2 separate regions of the Mus musculus genome follow, and region 1 is linked to region 2. A link is a contact called in public HiChIP or PLAC-seq data. All regions are on one chromosome and are shown on one strand. The core of a region is the stretch at or near the end of the contact, and the rest is flanking DNA. Distances in the headings are between cores, read along the strand shown.

Region 1 (4,693 bases), core at 1,435-3,934, 380 kb after region 2:
AGAATTCATGTGTTTAGTCAGAATTACCAAGAAATATCTGTGCACCGAGCACCTGAAGTGAGGGGAGGTGCTGCTAGGATGGAGAGGTGAACAGGATGGGGAGCTGGTGAACAGGATGGGGAGAAGAATGTTTGGCCTCAGGGAGCCAGAGACAAGAGAGGTGCCGGCCATAGATGGAACATGCGCTCAGTGATGTACAGTCATTGGCAGCCTGGAGGGGAATCAGGCAGGATGGCCTCCACAGCATGACAGGAGCAACAGGCCCATCTGCAGTGACAAGGATGAAATAGGCAGTCCAACCTCCGGAAGCCCGGGTCATTATAGAACATCAGTTATCCCCAGCATATGGGGTGAGTGGAGGCTTCCTGAGGTGCAGAATCCATGCCCTCACAGCTCTGCTCTCCTTTTAAGCAGGAAGGAGAGTGCCCAGGGCCCTTTCACATGTGGGCAGTGAGCCCTGTAGACAGTGGGTCTGTTCCCAGGAGCCTCCTTCCTGCCTTGGCAGCTGCCAGCAGCAGGCCAGACTTCCTCTCTGTGTCTTAAGGTAGGCATCATTGTGCCAGCTCTGACCACAATGAAAGGCATCTGGGGAACCAAGGGAGTAAATTACACTTTACACAGGTTGTTAGGGTTCCTGGAGAGAAACTGTATGTAACCAGGCCTCACCTGGGAGTGCAGACCGACAGTAATCCTGACAGAACCAATGTTCTTTGGACATTCGCCTTGGACTAGACATTGTTCAAAGCTCTCTCCTCTTATGTGTTTATAATCCTCAGAGCACTGCTTCCAAGTACAAAGAATAGTGTCCATATGCCAAGCGATGAACAGAGAGGCTAGTAAAGTTACCTAATCTCACACAGTGCCTGAGCTGGGCATAACATGTGCTTGCCCCTGTGCACACCCTGCGAGAAGCAGCTGTAGGCTTTGTATAGATTATTCTGCGTCACAGACAACCCCCTCCCAACTCATCTCCTTTCTCTCCTCTCTCCCTCTTCAGCCTCCCATCTCTCTAACATATGTCGCCCTAAACTCATCAAAGAAAGCCCGGTGACGCGGAAGGACGGTAGCTCTGCCTTTTAGTTGAGTGTGACCTTGGGTGAATATCTGCACTTCTCTAGTGTGCTAATGGTATCTTTCAAACAATGTTATTAGGATACTAAACTGGGTCTGGTGCAAGGTGTACCCTATGGTGTACCCTAACCTCCAGATGAGAGTATTCTCAGGGATGGAAATTTCCTGGGAGGTGGTGACGCTTAGAAAGCATGAGGCAGGGTCTCAGATCCCACCTCAAGAGTTCAGTCCTGTCGTTCACTGGCCCTGGCCTCAAGCACCAGGTCTCAGTTGGTGCCCTGCACAAGGCTAAGAGAGGAACCTAGCTAGGGTCTGCCTGCCTGAGTGTGTGTATCCTACACTTGTCTTTCTGTAATCCAGACGGCCTACACTGAATAGTAGACTCCATCTTCCTGGGCCTCAGCATCTCCAGCTCCCACTGAAGGGCAGTAGGATGGCCCTCTCTGGCCCATTATATCTGTAGCTGATCCTTAGACCTGTGCTATCTGAGCCCAGGCACTCAGAAGAGCAAGCTAACTGTGATTCACTAGCTCTTACTAACCATTTCTGAGACTTCCTGTTTCCTCTAAGTAACCTAGAAATTGAGACAACACCCAGCCATTTAAAAAAACAAAAAACAAAAAAACCAAGGCATCCGAACTCCAGATGAACAAAACACCACCTGCAATCTAACACTCCCCTGACCCCTCATGACACCTGGGAGTACGTTTTAGCATGCTTCCTCATTTGCAGTTCCAGTTGGCCACGATTCCACATGGCCATCCTTGTTCTCAATGAAGATGATTTTATTCTCTGTCAAAAGATTCCAAAAAGACCCACCCGATATTAATCATGAAAGGCTGGACTGTCTGCAGGATCAACACCCAGCCACAGTCAGAGCTCAATCAATGTGAGCCACATTTCTTTTTTAAGCAGTATTACAAGATCTCCAAAAGCCAGCTACTCAGAGAGCCACTAACTCCTTGCAAGCTTCATGTCACCTTTAACCCCACTTCCCAGCCGTTTGCAGGCAGTGGCACGGAGGGGTCACCGTTGAGTGAAGTTTGTCTTTGTCTAAGAGCAAGTCTGGAGAGAGCCCCAGGGCTCAGGGCTCTCTTCTGCATAACCCAGCGGTTTCTCCATTCCCTCTGCACGTGACCTGGCTTACAGTCTTCTCCCGCCACTGGCTGCTGGTGCTTGGACACATGCCAGTGTGCTAGTGTCCTTGCTAAGCAGGTTCTGCACTGACTCTCTGCTCCTCCAAGCCAGAGGTTGGCCTCAGGACTTGGCCTTGGGGCTGACGGGACTGCAAGATCAACTGTGGTTTCCACAGAAGGAAACCACCCAGATAGGGCGTTGCCTATGCAGCAAATCAGGTCAGCACACATCACACTTGGAGGGCAGCAGGGTATACTGAGTTTTGCTCAGTCTCCCATGGCTTTTGACCGGAGTCCTTTCCCTCACACCCTGCCCACTCATGTCAGGCAAGAGAGTTCAAATCTGTCAGCTTAAGATGTCTCGGGAACATTTTGTAACTGTGCCTCCGCTGAAATGTATGTATCTGTTCCAAGGACTCGCTGGTTGTAAATACGAAAGTAACTGATAACTGCTTATAAGCCCATCCTCCCTTTGCCTGAGGACCTCTGTTCTCAAAGCTTGTTTGCTAGGGTAAAACAGACTAAGGAAGTGACTCTGCTCACCAGAGTACCTGCTTCTGTTATTTTGTCTAAATTACCAAAAGGAAACTCTAGGGCAGAATTCCACCCTTTGCTGAGTGTGATTGCTTATCTCTGACCCTCTATTTGTCTCTGACCAGGCTGAGGGAGGGTCCTTGTTCACTCTCTGTAAGGAACATCCCCTACCAGCAATTTAAGTATACAATGGAAAAGGCAGAAAATCATCTGCAACGGGAGCTGGTGGCATGGTTTGATGGGTAAAGGTCTCTACTGTCAAACCTCATAACCTGAGTTCTGTTTCCCAGGACTCACATAGCAAAAGGAAAGAACCAACTCTCACAAGATATTATCTGACCTCCACACTAGAACCTTGGCATCAATACACACACAGTAAACAAACAAATATGGACAAAAAAAATGGCTTTCAGAATGAGAGCCATTGAAATCACGACCATGAGATAGGCAAATGGGAGAGTTTACTCATAACCTTGGTCCTCAGCCAACTTACAGCCAGCATCCCATTATAGCCTCCTCATCAAAGATGCTCCCATCTCCCATCTCAGGTGCCTAGCTCCACACAAAGGACTTGAACATCTCTTGCGTCAAGTGCTACACCCAGGAACATCAGCAGTGAAAACTCAATGAGAACCCATGAAGACATTGTTCTCACAGCCAAGGATCAAAGAGGCATTCCAAGGACTGCAACCACCTGAGGCTGGCTCCAGCAAGGACACACGTAGAAATCCCAAACTAGTAATCCTCAAAACAGCTGTTGTGAGGCTATAATGGGATGCCTATCAACCCTGGAAACTGAACCATCCAGGGAGAGTCTTGGAGCTTGGGCTCCAGGGCTGCACATCCCTGTGTCATCTTTAGTGAATCAAAGTGACCCCACCCAGTGAACAGGAATCAGGCTGGGCCCCCAACTATGAGTTCTCTAGTCCAGAGGTCCTCAGTTTGGGACTATTTTCCCTCTGGTGATACTTATCTTTGCCCTAATTTGGGGCCAGGTAGAAGGCTGAATGTTCTTTCTAATAGTAGAGGCCCGACAACCTGCTTAACCATCTGTTATGGCTCACACATGGACTGAGTTTGTACCACAGTGGCTCAGGAATTGGAGGTGGGCCTCAGAGTGGCAACACCAGGAAATGGTAGAACCTCCAAGAGGCTGAGCCCAGTGGACGCTGGTCAGGTCATCAGGGTATGGCTTTTGGAAATGAGATTCGTTTATTTCCCCCAGAGAAAGGTGTTATAAAAAGAAGTAGAAAGCTACTTCCCAGTCTCTGGCTTTTCTGGCTCTCATCTCCACTCTTACCACAGTAGCACAGATAGCCCTGAAGTCCTCACCTGCTACTGAATAGGCAAAGTCAACGATCAGTCTCAGATCTTCAACCACTAAAGCTGTGACCTAAGTAAACCTCTTTTCTTTGTTAAGTATTCTGCTTTGGGTACTTTGTTATAGCAACAGAAGATGGATTGACACTCCACTGTATAATTGAAGAGAGAGATCTATATCAAAGAATCATGTCCTACTCACAGTATCAGCTGGAGCAAAGTGAGTAAGTCCTGCTTAGAATGATGTGGGTGTTTTCCATAGCGCGCACGCGCACACACACATGTGCATGCATGTGCACATTCTTACATTCACATATACACTGTGGAGTTAGAAAGAATGAAGACAACCACATAACCTCAAAACCTCGGCAATCTGATGAATCCTTCAGGTCAGAGGACTAAATGGCTCTTGTTCTCTGGAACCCTCTGAAATCTGGTAGCAGAGTCACACAAAAGAGAAACAAGGAGCAGCCTGAACTCTGTGGTGCCAAGTTGCCGGGCACAGCAGCTGTGGCCTCTCAGAGAGCTAGAAAGGTCCTGTGAAGGAAGTGAGACTAGAAGGAGAGGGTGGAGAAGAGCGGGGGTGGGGGCCAAGGAGCAGAAGAAGAGCAGTGGGAGGGGTGGGAAGGGTG
Region 2 (5,072 bases), core at 213-2,712:
AGCATCCTCCCATGGCACTGCCTTCCAAAGGAAGGTTTGCAAAAATGGGATGCTCCCTACCATGGGCTGGTGTTGGATCACCCCTGGGAGACATTTTGGCTTTTGCTGGAATTCCGTTTGACTGCTGAGGCCCTCAGTCTTCAGGCTGTAGTTCTCTGGAGACATCTAAGGGTGACCTTCCTCCCCACTCCTGGTCATCCCCTTTGTTCACACCTGAGTGACAGAACGTGCATTCCTTCATTTACTGTCTGTCGCTCTGGTCCTTCCTCAGATCTCCTCAAAACTTATCCTCTCAGAGTTTGGGTCTAAAAATCTTAGATCTGTGAAAATGTTTGTGATCTATATACTTAGGACAGTCGCTCTCAGACCTCAAGGTCACAAAAGAAGGGTGCTCTTCTTTATTGTGGAATACACTTCCCAGAACTGAGGGATGGCAAGGATGGTTCCCCTCTCAGTCGCCTTCCTAGGAAGATCAGAACAAATTCTATGCTTCTTTCCAACGTCACTTCTTACTTCCTAGCTCCAGTCATTCTAGTCATTTTGGGTTTTAATTTGTGTTTTCTTCTATGTCATCTTACATGTCCACTTCTGTGTCATCAATGCCCACACCCTCTGTGTCCTTTACAGATAGGAAGGAAACATCCCTTGGTTGCTTGTCTCCCACTGATCCTGAAGACAATGCCACCAAGAGTAGTGAAAATAGCCACCAAATTGTATTACGTGCTTCTGACCCGATGGGTACTTTTCTGAAGACTTTCTGGGTGTGACCCTTTGTTTAAAGCTCTCTGGTGGGTTCTGAAGAAATAGTCCTAGCCATGTATCAAGATGGGAAAATCAAAGCACATGGAGCTTAAGCGATTTACCCTCCAAAATGGATGTGGAATTCAGCAGGGCCAGCGTGGAATCCTAGGTAGTTGGTGCTCAGAACAAAGATTTCTGGTCTTCACCACCTAAACCCATAGACCTCTGTTGTACTTTAGGGGTACTTGGTAGTTCAGATGAAGCAAGTCATTCGCAGAAGATCTGGACACAAGAGAGTCTGCACCTCTCTCTTGAAAAGGCTGCTTTGAGTTGCTGGAGTTGCTGGAGTACTATCCGGCGTCCATGGTGTCTGGCTTCCCCACCAACTGTCCAAAGTGCTGGGGATCGTCTGCCAATTTCTATGTCCCTAGGTAGTCAGTGGGCTCAGATCAGCTCTGAAAACAGAGAAGCCACCCCCAGCCAACAGCCTAGCCGGAACTGTGGCAGGTAGCCACCACCTGGCTCAATGCAGAACCACTCATTTTAAAGTCCCTACCGAGGCAACACAAGTTGGGTAGGGCTAGGGGTGAGAGGAGACAAGGGACAATTCTTAGGCCAGAAAACAGGAAGAAAGGAAGCGAGCTAGCAGTCCTCACAACCTACTGTGTGCCAGACACTGCTTCTGGGAGCCAAATGAGGAAGCTAGGCCAACAGATATAAGCACTTGAGCCACTCTGCAAGGTTTGGTATGAGCACAGGACTTCCTCCTGAGGGACAAATCTCACCAAGTTAGTCAGAGGTTGTCACTCAAGGAGATAGGTTGTAAATAGGGTAATTGGTGTAACTAGAGATATAGAGGAAAGGTAAAGGCCTGTGGTTGCTGACTAGAGTGGCAAACATTGAAGGGCTACAAGCCTTGTATGTAATACTATTGCCCAAGATAGAGAGGAAGATCAAGGCATACCAGCAGATTGATATCCCACACACACCAGTCAGGGTAGAAGGCAGTCAGGTGGGTCTGGTTAGGATTGAGAAACACCTACCCTCCATTCCCAGATATGTCACCAGCATGTAGCCTTTCTCCTTCTCCTGTCCTTGGGGCTAACCTAGATTACTGACAGTAGCCACTGTCTGGCTTGCTCTGCTCACATGGCCTTCTTTTTGCAAGAAGACAGAGCAGGGGAGGGGGCAGGGGATGAGAGCTTAAAAAAAAAAACAAAACTCTTCAGTTTGACCCAAGCAGGACATCCTTGTTATTATGCAACCACCATGGACCCATCATGCAAGAGATAAAGAAGGGGCCGTGCCATCTGTGATTCACGTGAAAGACAGGTGGGGCTTCTCTTCTGAACTAGCACAGAGAACGTCTCACAGTGGCATGTCATTTCAGCTAGCAGAGAAGACTGCCTGCCAGGAGCCTGCCCCAGCACTGGTTCTCTCTGGAAGGGCAGAGAATGGGGAATGGGGGGTGATTGGGGTCATGCTGATAACAGATGGGGGTGCTGGAGACTGTGAGGGGGCGATTTATGGGGTCAATACTGCTGACAGAACAAAACTTAATTATCTGGGCCTGGCAAGAATGCCCAGCATGAAACTCTGCACTCTTTTAACTCTTAAGTGTAAGTTTAGACAGACAGACAGACAGACATTTGATAATTATTCCTGCTGGGAGCATCAGGTAACTAAGTAAGAAATTAATTGTTAGAGTTCCTGTCTGTATTGCCGTGGCCAGGTAAGAAGCTTGGACCCATTAACTCTTCATGAACTAGGAAGAAAAGAGAAGAAAAGACAGAAAATATTCTATGCAGGCAATATGCACACACACACACACACACACACACACACACACACACACACACACACACACAAAAGCCAGGTCTGACCACTTTTCTCATCAGCTCCACAAGTGTTCTTGCATGCATGCATACATACATACAAACATATCCATGGCAAACATGGCAAATATATAGACACACACACATTTGGTGGATGGATGGATTGAGCCCCAGAGCCACACTTTATTCCTTCTCTCTGGCCCTCTTATGCCTTCTTAGACAAAAGTTCTTTAGAACATTACCTTATAGATAAAATATTACATAAAAGGGGAGTTACAGAAGGATGCTGATATTAACTTCAAAGCAGCGTTTCATTATAAGTTCAAAGCTACAAATTCGCATGGTCTCACTTTATCAGAGTGCACACCTGTGGCTTCATCCTTGGATCTGACCTATAATGAATGTTTTTCCTTGATCACAAATTTGTCCCAGGCTTATTTGTCTTTTTAGTGTAATTGTGAACGCTCAGTGCATTCCTTATTATTCAGCCTTCATCTACTATCTTATGAAAAGTGGGTACACTCTATTCTTGATTCTAACTTTATTATATCCTTTTGGCAAAACAACTAAAATCATCTCTTAAAATATTCTTCCTAAAATTATTTGAATTAAACCAGGAATTCTATAACCGCATTAATTCATGGAAGTTAATCTTTATGTTGATCTGCAGGAAATCTGCCCAATAGGGTGGGCTAATACCCAGGAATCATTAGACTGTGTAATAGTGACAGGAAAAGGAGTATCAGTTGCAAGAAGCAATCCTGAGATGAAGTCTTTTGGGACTTTGCCTCTCAGTTCACTCATCTTAGGCCACGCCCCCCCAAAAAAGGTGGGCCACCACCAAGAAAGTCACCTTCTAGCCTTAACCTCTCCTAGATGGCTCCTGACAGAAGACTACTAAGGAATGAGAGAGGGGCGAGGGAGAGGGGAAAGAGAGAGGGGGAAGGGGGAAGGAAGGAAGGAAGGAAGGAAGGAAGGAAGGAAGGAAGGAAGGAAGGAAGGAAGGAAGGAAGGAAGGAAGGAAGGAAGGAAGCAGATCAAAAGAAGGCAGAGATATTCTTGGTTCCTCAGGAATCACAAGGCTAGGGATACCCATAGCAGTCCTCTCCTCTGACGCTTTATTTCCTTGCTGTTCTGACTGGTATTTGAGGTTAGCCAAAACTCTCAATACAGCTTTTCAGATTCAGGTCTAACACACACCAGTGAAATGAACAGCAGCCACTAAGTTCAGCATCTGCTCTGTGGCACATGTGATACAGGCACACTATTGGCCCTCTCAGAAACAAAGTGTGGCTCTTTAATGACACCAGAGCCCTGTGCTTCTGCCAACTGCTGGCTGCCCTGAGTTCTCTGTTCTTCTGGGATGAGCTCTGACCGTAAATTCCCCCCTTCCTTCCTCTTGTGAAAATTCCGCAGTGTAGGCAGGCATCCAGAGGAGAGAAGAATCATTGCAGTTCCTGGTAGCACTCTGCAGTATCACCGTGGATGGCACACTGCAGAATGCATGGCTGTTTGCTCTTACTCTCCACCAGGTATGCAGTGATATTCTGTCAGGGGAAGGGGTCCCTGCAGAGCCCAGTGCAGCCTTTCTGCTGATTCTTCAATGGGTACTCAGCTTCCTCCAGCTCCTACGGAAGTTCCCAGATCTAATCACATTTTGCATCTCTTGTGCTCCTGTCAGACATTTTGGTCATTTTTTTCCTCATCATTACAGTTTTCTCAGCTTCAAAATGGCACGGATGAGGCCTGGTTTGTAAGACCTTGAAGAAAGGCAGATGTGAGCCTCCTTTGAATGTTTTGAGAACATTATCAAACCTATTGAGGAGCAAGGGGTTTCAGGATTCAGTGCAAGGACTAAGATTTTAAATCGGCCCAAGTGCCTGTCAACATAGAAACAAAGGTTCTTTTGGACTGGGAGGTGTCATTTAGACAATGTGTAGGTGAGACTACGAAATGCAAACAAGACTAATTAATAAGGAAACAGTCCTAGGTCTCACAAAACCAAAGAAAATGGACCTGAGGTGTAGGAAATGCTTCCAGCCCCCTTTAACACAACTGGATCCTGCCCCCCACCCCATGGAAGCAGGAAGTGTGTGCCCCTAGACATTGATCTTAGGAGTGGCTGTAGCTATTCTGTAGCCTCAGATGGACTATTTCTAGTAATGTAAGCCATTGTTTACTCATCTTTGGAGGGGAAGGAAGGAAAATGGGACACTGTCACTCACTAATGTCCACACTAATCTGATGGCTACTCCTCCAAGGTCTCTGAATTTTTCTATTTGTTTGAGCAGGCAGCTCCCCCAGTGTGTGGTCACAGAAAGAATAAATCAGAGTCAAATTAAAGATAAAGTGATATAACCTAAGAAAACAGTAAGAAAGTATCCCCAGTCATGTGATGGGGCAGAATTGCATCTGGAAATACCAAGAAAGCTCCAGGGAGGAACTCTAAATACCACACAAGCTCAACAATATTCAGACAGTGCTTTTCCATAGATG

Evidence for each region. HiChIP or PLAC-seq counts read pairs in DNA pulled down with a chosen protein or histone mark.
Region 1: an H3K27ac HiChIP or PLAC-seq map of microglia shows a contact between it and region 2, with 6 times the contacts expected there. The contact joins two enhancer-like sites. A contact is called at or near these places in 8 of 39 promoter capture datasets (HPC-7-derived erythroid cells, embryonic stem cells, maxillary cranial neural crest and 2 more) and 7 of 115 datasets of contacts at active chromatin or transcription factors (acute myeloid leukemia, double positive thymocytes, effector CD8 T cells and 4 more).

What each region holds. Positions count from the first base shown.
Region 1 is chr11:34,769,132-34,773,824 of GRCm38.p6, forward strand. All of the region lies in intron 1 of Dock2 (dedicator of cyto-kinesis 2), which reads right to left. Among named protein-coding and RNA genes, the nearest start is that of Dock2, 12 kb to the right of the region's middle. Within about 2 kb of position 2,685, at least 146 of the 459 cell types and tissues checked have an H3K27ac peak or open chromatin away from gene starts, as enhancers often do. A contact at or near this core is called in acute myeloid leukemia and microglia, where this site is marked.
Region 2 is chr11:34,388,234-34,393,305 of GRCm38.p6, forward strand. The region is part of intron 27 of Dock2 (dedicator of cyto-kinesis 2); the gene reads right to left. All of the region lies in intron 1 of Insyn2b (inhibitory synaptic factor family member 2B), which reads left to right. Among named protein-coding and RNA genes, the nearest start is that of Insyn2b, 76 kb to the left of the region's middle. Within about 2 kb of position 1,463, at least 33 of the 459 cell types and tissues checked have an H3K27ac peak or open chromatin away from gene starts, as enhancers often do. A contact at or near this core is called in acute myeloid leukemia and microglia, where this site is marked.